Regions from separate parts of the Anser cygnoides genome. Here region 2 is linked to region 1. The links are chromatin contacts, called in public Hi-C maps. All regions are on one chromosome and are shown on one strand. The core of a region is the stretch at or near the end of the contact, and the rest is flanking DNA. Distances in the headings are between cores, read along the strand shown.

Region 1 (3,346 bases), core at 687-3,186:
GAATGTCAATTTACCTTACCCATTTTGTTCCAATGATATAATATATCTTAATACTCTATTTGATATGTTCTATGATAATGTTTTGACGTTAGAGAACTGAGATGACTCAATGTTATCAAAATGAAATGGTTTAATGTCTTTGAATCAGAATTTTCTAGAACTTTGAAATACTGACTCTCAGCTCCAGTTTGGAGAAAAATTCCACTAAGATACTGGCATTCTTAGAGGGTGGTAGCCCTTGCTCCCAACAGCTCTGTTTGAAAAGCTGGTCACACATGGTAATCATTGATACTGAAACGTTACAGACAAATGTTATGTTACCTACATCATGGATGGACAAAATCTCTTAGTAGTCCCCAGGTTCAGATATCACAACCCCTTCGTGTTCCTCCAGGAGAGGTCCAGAAGCAGCCTCCAAAGGAGCACAGTGGCTGCAGATTAATTTGTTGCATCGTCTCTTCTGCTCTTGTTGCCAACTACAATGTCAAATACTATGCGGGCACCTTTCAGTTTGCAGCCATCATCTCGGTTCACCCCAACAGCCTGCTGAACCAGCCAATACGTGGTAATGCATTTCAAACATAACTGAACTGCCTGGATTTGTGCCAGTAGCCTCTTTCAGTCTGAGATCAAAAATAAGAAGTTAAAAATTTGGGCTGTGTTTAATTTCACTGTTTTGGATGATAGCTGGTCTTGTTTCTATGAGATTTACTTGAGATGAGATTTACTATGAGATTTGTTTAACAGATTGTAAGTATTCAGTATACTTGTATCTTCTGGATTATTTTTGTTTGTGGCATAAAAGCCAATGATCTCTTTTGGCTCGCTCATCAGCTGCAGATAAGTACAATACAGCAAAAATGCGGGGCATAAAAGAGAGGGCAGCCATAACAGAGAAGCTAAAGGTGCTTACACAGGGGAAAATTTAACTGCATCTGGGGAAATCACATCGCCAAAAAACTCCCTGTCAACATGCTTAGCAGAGAAACGTACACCCAGCTCATGTGAACTGGCCCACAGAACTCAAAGACAACTTGTTGAAATAAACAGTCTCAAATATGCATTAAAAATAACCGATGGAGGACGTAGGCAGACTTCTGTGGGGAACTTTACAATTTTGGATGCCCACTTAAGACCAACAGAAAAGAAGAAAAGATTAAAGGCATTTTTTTCTTCAGCTTAGTTGCGACCCCCTGAAAGTGCTCTGACTAGGCACAAAGGTAGCTTCTGTAAAGCCTTCTCTATATTCCTAGAGCAGTACCAGTGTGGCCTTGATAGTCAAGTCCTGAGGATCAATCTTCAAAGACTTCCTCTGCCCCTTTAGGGCAGTTGACGTTACTAAAGGACATTATTAAAATGCACATTATTAACATATAAAATGTGTTATTAAAGCCAGGTTTCAGTCACTCATCGGTATTTGCAGTACTACTGGAATTCTTTTTGAAATCATAGGTCGATATTCCTGCAACAAATATTTGCTTATGAACGATGACTTCTGCAAGCCAACATTATGAGGACTTTTGGTGCCAGTTGTAAACAAAGCATTTTGCCCTCTGGTGTGCTGGTAACCAGTACAGCTTGCAACGCCAGCCTGACTGCTGGGGAGTAGTTTGTGTTTTCGCTTATGAAATTCCCATCTCTGCGGTTCTGAAGGCTTAAACATGAACTACATCTGCTGTTCATTTCCAAAAAGCAACAGGATGGTTTACACAGCAGTTGTCAGGCTTATGCATTTGTAGCAACATGCAGATGATTTATGTGCAAACATGCCATGACAGCAGGGAAGAGAGGCACAAAACCGTTATCACAGCCTGTGACTATTCTGAGAGTCACGTTCATCAAAAAAAAAGGCTGCAGGAGATAAAGGCAGATTAGCATCAATAAGAGGAGCTATGTAATGTGATTCTCTTTTGAGGGCATGTTGTGGACTTTTTATTGTACCTTATAAACCAGAGCCTCTAGGGACGGGTCTGTAGAAACATTTTCTCCCAGTGGATGGTGGAAGCTTACCTGCTTTCAAAAATCCAGCCCTCATGCTCTCCTCCTTTCCTTGGGGTGATGGAGAAGGGGGTTCACAGGGAGGTTCCTCATGCTCTTGTAACAGCTTGTTTTAAGCCCAGTTTAGTCATCAAAGATCTTGTAAGGATAAAGCAGTGTTCCTGGTATTTTTTTTTCTGCTTTCCCAGATGAGAAGGGCAGGGGGAAAGGCAGAGAGCAAGCAATGTCCTTCATCCTTCATTCTTTGAAAACAAACCGTTTTCATTTGCTAGTGTGGCTGAGCATAGCTGGAACTGGTATGAAGCTAGAAGGGCAAACCTGGCTGAACTTCCATGTGCGTAGGTAAAGAAGGATGGAAGCATTTGTTTTAGAAACTAGATGAGCAACAGAGGTTGCGCAAAAGATATGGAAAATTTGCAGAGAATAGTGATGGGCTGATGCGTTTGATTCACTCCATCTCATTAGGAAGAGGCGCTCCAGGAAAATAAGCGGTTCCACGTTTCAATTGGTATTCTTTTCCTTCACAAATACGCAGTTAATCTCTAAAAAACCTAAAAACAGCTTTCTAAGATCTTCCCCTGAAGCTGCCTGTTGTCCGTCCTGTACTAGACAGATCGTTTGTTTAGTCTGACATGGCAGGTCCTCCGTGCCAATAACAGAAGTGTTAGGAGGGAGCACGAAGAGGCAGGTGGATGTGTGCCATATAGCTGCATAAACCTTGACAGTGAGTGAAGGAAGAGTGGCGAGAGGAAGGGAAGAACTTCGTTTGTAGCCTGTACATTTATTTTGAGTGAAAGAAGGGTGCTAACCATGACTTTTGGACTTTTAGTGTTTTCTGGAGATTGTTTCACTGCTCTCACATGAGCAGTGAAATTTCACAGAGCTCTACACCCTTGGTGGGAAGGATCTGGATGACAGCCTAGTTACTGCTGCAAAATGGATGATACAAGCTGTAGCCCCCCCCCAGTGGTCTGTGAATAGTTTACTTAAATTGCAGATTAACCAGATTGCAGATAATGCAGTTGAAGGCAAAGAAACGTTGGCAAGCTTGTGTTAGCCAGATCTGGCAGCACAGGGAGTGATGCAGGCTTGCTGACTTGGGCAAAAACAGAACAAAAGTATGAAGCCACCCTACCCGTGCTTAAAAGCCACATGGCATGGTGGCATGAAGTGCAAAGGGAATATGTTACAGACATGATGCTAGAAGGAATTCACCCATCTTTGCGTTTAACTCTGTGTTATGAAATGTCCGTTATCAGCTGAGCAGGAACATGGCTCGATCCTGCAGCTGGCAGGGTTGACAGGCTCCAGGCTCCAGCTCCTTGCTCAGTCGCTGATTTCACACGGT
Region 2 (3,053 bases), core at 234-2,733, 65 kb before region 1:
ACCGGGTAAGCGTGCCTTTGGGTGCCGGGAGCGCCAAGTACTTCGCAGCTGGGCCGTTTACGAACACCGAGTAGCTCAGTGGGATTTACCAATCACCACGCAGATCTTTTGTAACTCTTCTGATAATTCTACTAGTTACTCTTTCAGGAACTAAATAAACGTTCACAAAGGACAGCACCAGCACTCCACAGTTGTAATTCTGTTCCACAGGGCAACACTGCAGATAACTGTGTGCACATAGCGCTTAAGTATGTAGATGTAGATATAGGATACAAGAGGAGCAGTAGAGCCCTCAGATGCACATACTGCTTTCCAGATGCTTAGCCACCCGAACTTAGGGTCTACAAGTGCCTCTCTCCTTTTGATCTCTTTAGATGTGAGCATCATCCCTTGCACAGAAGTGCTCAAACAACATGCAGGGCAGCCACTCCTCAGGAGCCTCATCTCTGTGCTAAGGCTCTGGTTTCCAGGAAGCAATTTTTCCCTCAAGAATTATTTAATCAGGGAAAAATCTTCCGGTACTTACAGGCACAACCGCTGTTATATGGAACTTGGCATCACAAAGAAAGTAACCACAGCACGGCATGGCTACCGGAGCCTGAACGTTTCCTGAAGTGACAGGAGGGAGGATGGGGAAGATTATGCACAGCAGTGGCACCTGCTGCAACAATAGCTTCCCAAGTTCCAACCTTGGGCATTTGCTAAGGTACAGGAGGCATTTATTATAGCCACATGATCCTAATGTCCGAGATATTATTCATTAAGCGCATTTATCATTTATTTCCTGCGTTCAGAAAGCGCATCCAGTAGCAGTCTGCTGCTGCGAGCCACTTCTGCCTGGCCGTAGAGAGAAACGCGACCGGTGCAATCAGGAGGAGGGAGAAGGGGCAGCGCCTCTGTTCCGCTTACAAGAAGCTGCATGTTAATTTGATTTGATTTGCTTCGCATGGATTTAATCAACGCAGGGCTGATGGGGGAGAGTGTTGGTGAGAGCCACGGGTCGCTTTTATCCCTCTTTCTTCGCCCGACCCGCCGAACGTGCCATCGGTCCCCGCAACGCCAGCAACACCAGCATCCCTCCCTCGGACGCACACAGCAGGCGGAATTTGGGGCTCAGCCTAAACTTCCCACGAGCCTAGCTCCTGCTCAGGATGAAACACCAAAAGAAAAACCCGTAACAACCCCCCCCCACCCCCAAAAAAAAAAACCCCAGGCCACCGCGGCGGGGCTGCTGGGTCCCCCCAAACCCCGCAGCCGCTGGGTGGCGCCCGGCACCAGGGCAGCGCCACCGGGGCCACCCCCGCGGTGCCCCCCGCGGCTCCCCGGCCCCGGGGGCTGCCCCGGGCGCTGTGTCCTCCTGTCCTCCCGTCCGCCGGTCCGTCCGTGCCCCGAGACCCCCCGGCCCCACCGAACCGGCTGCGGGGCTGGCGCCTGCGCGGGGCTGCGGGGCCGCTCCCGGTGCCCCACCCCCGGGGGGAGGAGGAGGAGGAGGAGGAGGGAGGCAGGAGCGCCCCAGCCCTCAGCCCGCCGGGGAGGATGGAGTAGCGGAGAGAGAGGGGAGCGCCGGGGGGAGCTCGGAGGAAGGGAGGGAGGGAGGGAGGAAGGATCATGCCCGGGGGGACGAGGAGCTAGGGGCAGGAGCTGGTGGGCGCCCGCAGGCTCCGCACCTCGGCGCCGTCCTGCTGCAGTGCCGCCGACCTGCGCTGCCCGAGCTCGTCAATGGAGCTGGAAAACATCGTTGCCAACACCGTCTTGCTGAAAGCCAGGGAAGGTGAGAGAGCGCCGGGAGAGGGGGGGGCGAGCATCCTCGGCGCCGCTACCCCGCTGCTTGGGGAGGGGAGGGGGGGGCACGGGGCAGAGCCGGCGCTGGAAAAGGTTTCTGTGAGGCTGAGCCCCCGGTACGGGGGGGAGAACATCGATGATCCCCCCCCCCCCCCCCCCCCATGTCCTCTGCGCGAGGAGCTTTGGGAAAGGAAGCGGACGAGATCGCCGCGATTACAATATTCACCCATCTCTTCCTTCCCGCTGCACAGCCCCCCCCCACCCCCCCACCCCCCCCGAGCCGGTCCCGCAGATTGTGCTATTTCAGCGCCTATTGTTAAAGGTCAGCTGCGGATGCATTCATTCAGGAGGGCTCGGCGGAGCCGCAAATAGCTCGGGGATAGCGCGGGGACAGCGGCAGGACCGCAGCGCTTCCGAGCGGGCGCTCCCCGCCTCAGGCGGCGGCGTTACGGGGGGCGACCGCCGGGCCGCGTTTGGCCCCGGCCCGCTCCTGCTCCCAGCCGGGGCTCAGCCCCCCGGGGGGTCCCCGGCAGGGGGCGAGGGGTGCCCGGAGCTGCCGGCGAGGAGAAGCCGCTCCGTGGCCCTTGGGAACTCCCCCTCCGGGGAGCATCCCCCCCTGTTCCCCCAGGAGCATCTCCCCCAGCTCCCCCCCGAGCATCCCCCCTGTTCCCCCCACCCCGAGCATCCCCCCTTATTCCCTCCCAAGCATCCCCCCTTATTCCCCCCAAAGCATCCCCCCTTGTTCCCCCACCCCAGAGCATCCCCCCCCCCCCCCTCCCCGAGCAAAAAAAAAAAGCACGAAAAGCCCGGTGACGGCCGGCAGCCCTGCGGGGCGGTTTTCTCCCCTCTCCGCTTTTCCTTTCCTCCCCCAGCAAAGGGGGCGAGGGTGTCCCCCCGCTGCTCCTTGGGGGGGGCCATGCCGGCAGCACCCCCCCGCCGCAGGGTGGGCGCCGCGCACCAGCACCTCACGGCCGCAGCATCGCTGCCGAGGATGCGAGCGCTCGCTGCCGGTGGGGTTTTTCTTCCCTGGCTTGTTTCCCCCCCCCCCCAGCACCAACCCTCACGTCCTTTACCCTTTCAAATAACACATCTCAAGCCTCTGGTGCAACTTGTTGTCTCCTGGAGCCGCCCGCTGGTAGGGGCAGCTGTAGGTGCGGTGCAACCCGCAGCCGGGATTTGTCTCTGGGGTGCTGGGGTTGGCGAGGCCGGGGCCGCCTGGGTGCACCTCGGGCTTGGTCCCGCCGAAGCCGTGGAAGCAGGAGAAATGCAAC

Evidence for each region. A called contact is a pair of places that touch in the nucleus more often than the background predicts.
Region 2: a Hi-C map of liver shows a contact between it and region 1, with 7 times the contacts expected there. The contact joins the promoter of GRK5 here to the enhancer-like site in region 1. A contact is called at or near these places in 2 of 7 Hi-C or Micro-C datasets (both in liver).

Annotation. Positions count from the first base shown.
Region 1 is chr7:6,323,236-6,326,581 of Taihu_goose_T2T_genome, reverse strand. The region is part of intron 1 of GRK5 (G protein-coupled receptor kinase 5); the gene reads left to right. Among named protein-coding and RNA genes, the nearest start is that of GRK5, 64 kb to the left of the region's middle. Within about 2 kb of position 1,936, at least 1 of the 3 cell types and tissues checked has open chromatin away from gene starts, as enhancers often do. A contact at or near this core is called in liver, where this site is marked.
Region 2 is chr7:6,387,749-6,390,801 of Taihu_goose_T2T_genome, reverse strand. It overlaps GRK5 (G protein-coupled receptor kinase 5), which reads left to right and starts at 1,483. Exons shown (of 17, transcript XM_067000384.1): 1 at 1,483-1,771. The coding sequence starts at 1,720. It overlaps LOC136791232 (a long non-coding RNA gene), which reads right to left and starts at 1,183. Exons shown (of 3, transcript XR_010832761.1): 1 at 1-1,183.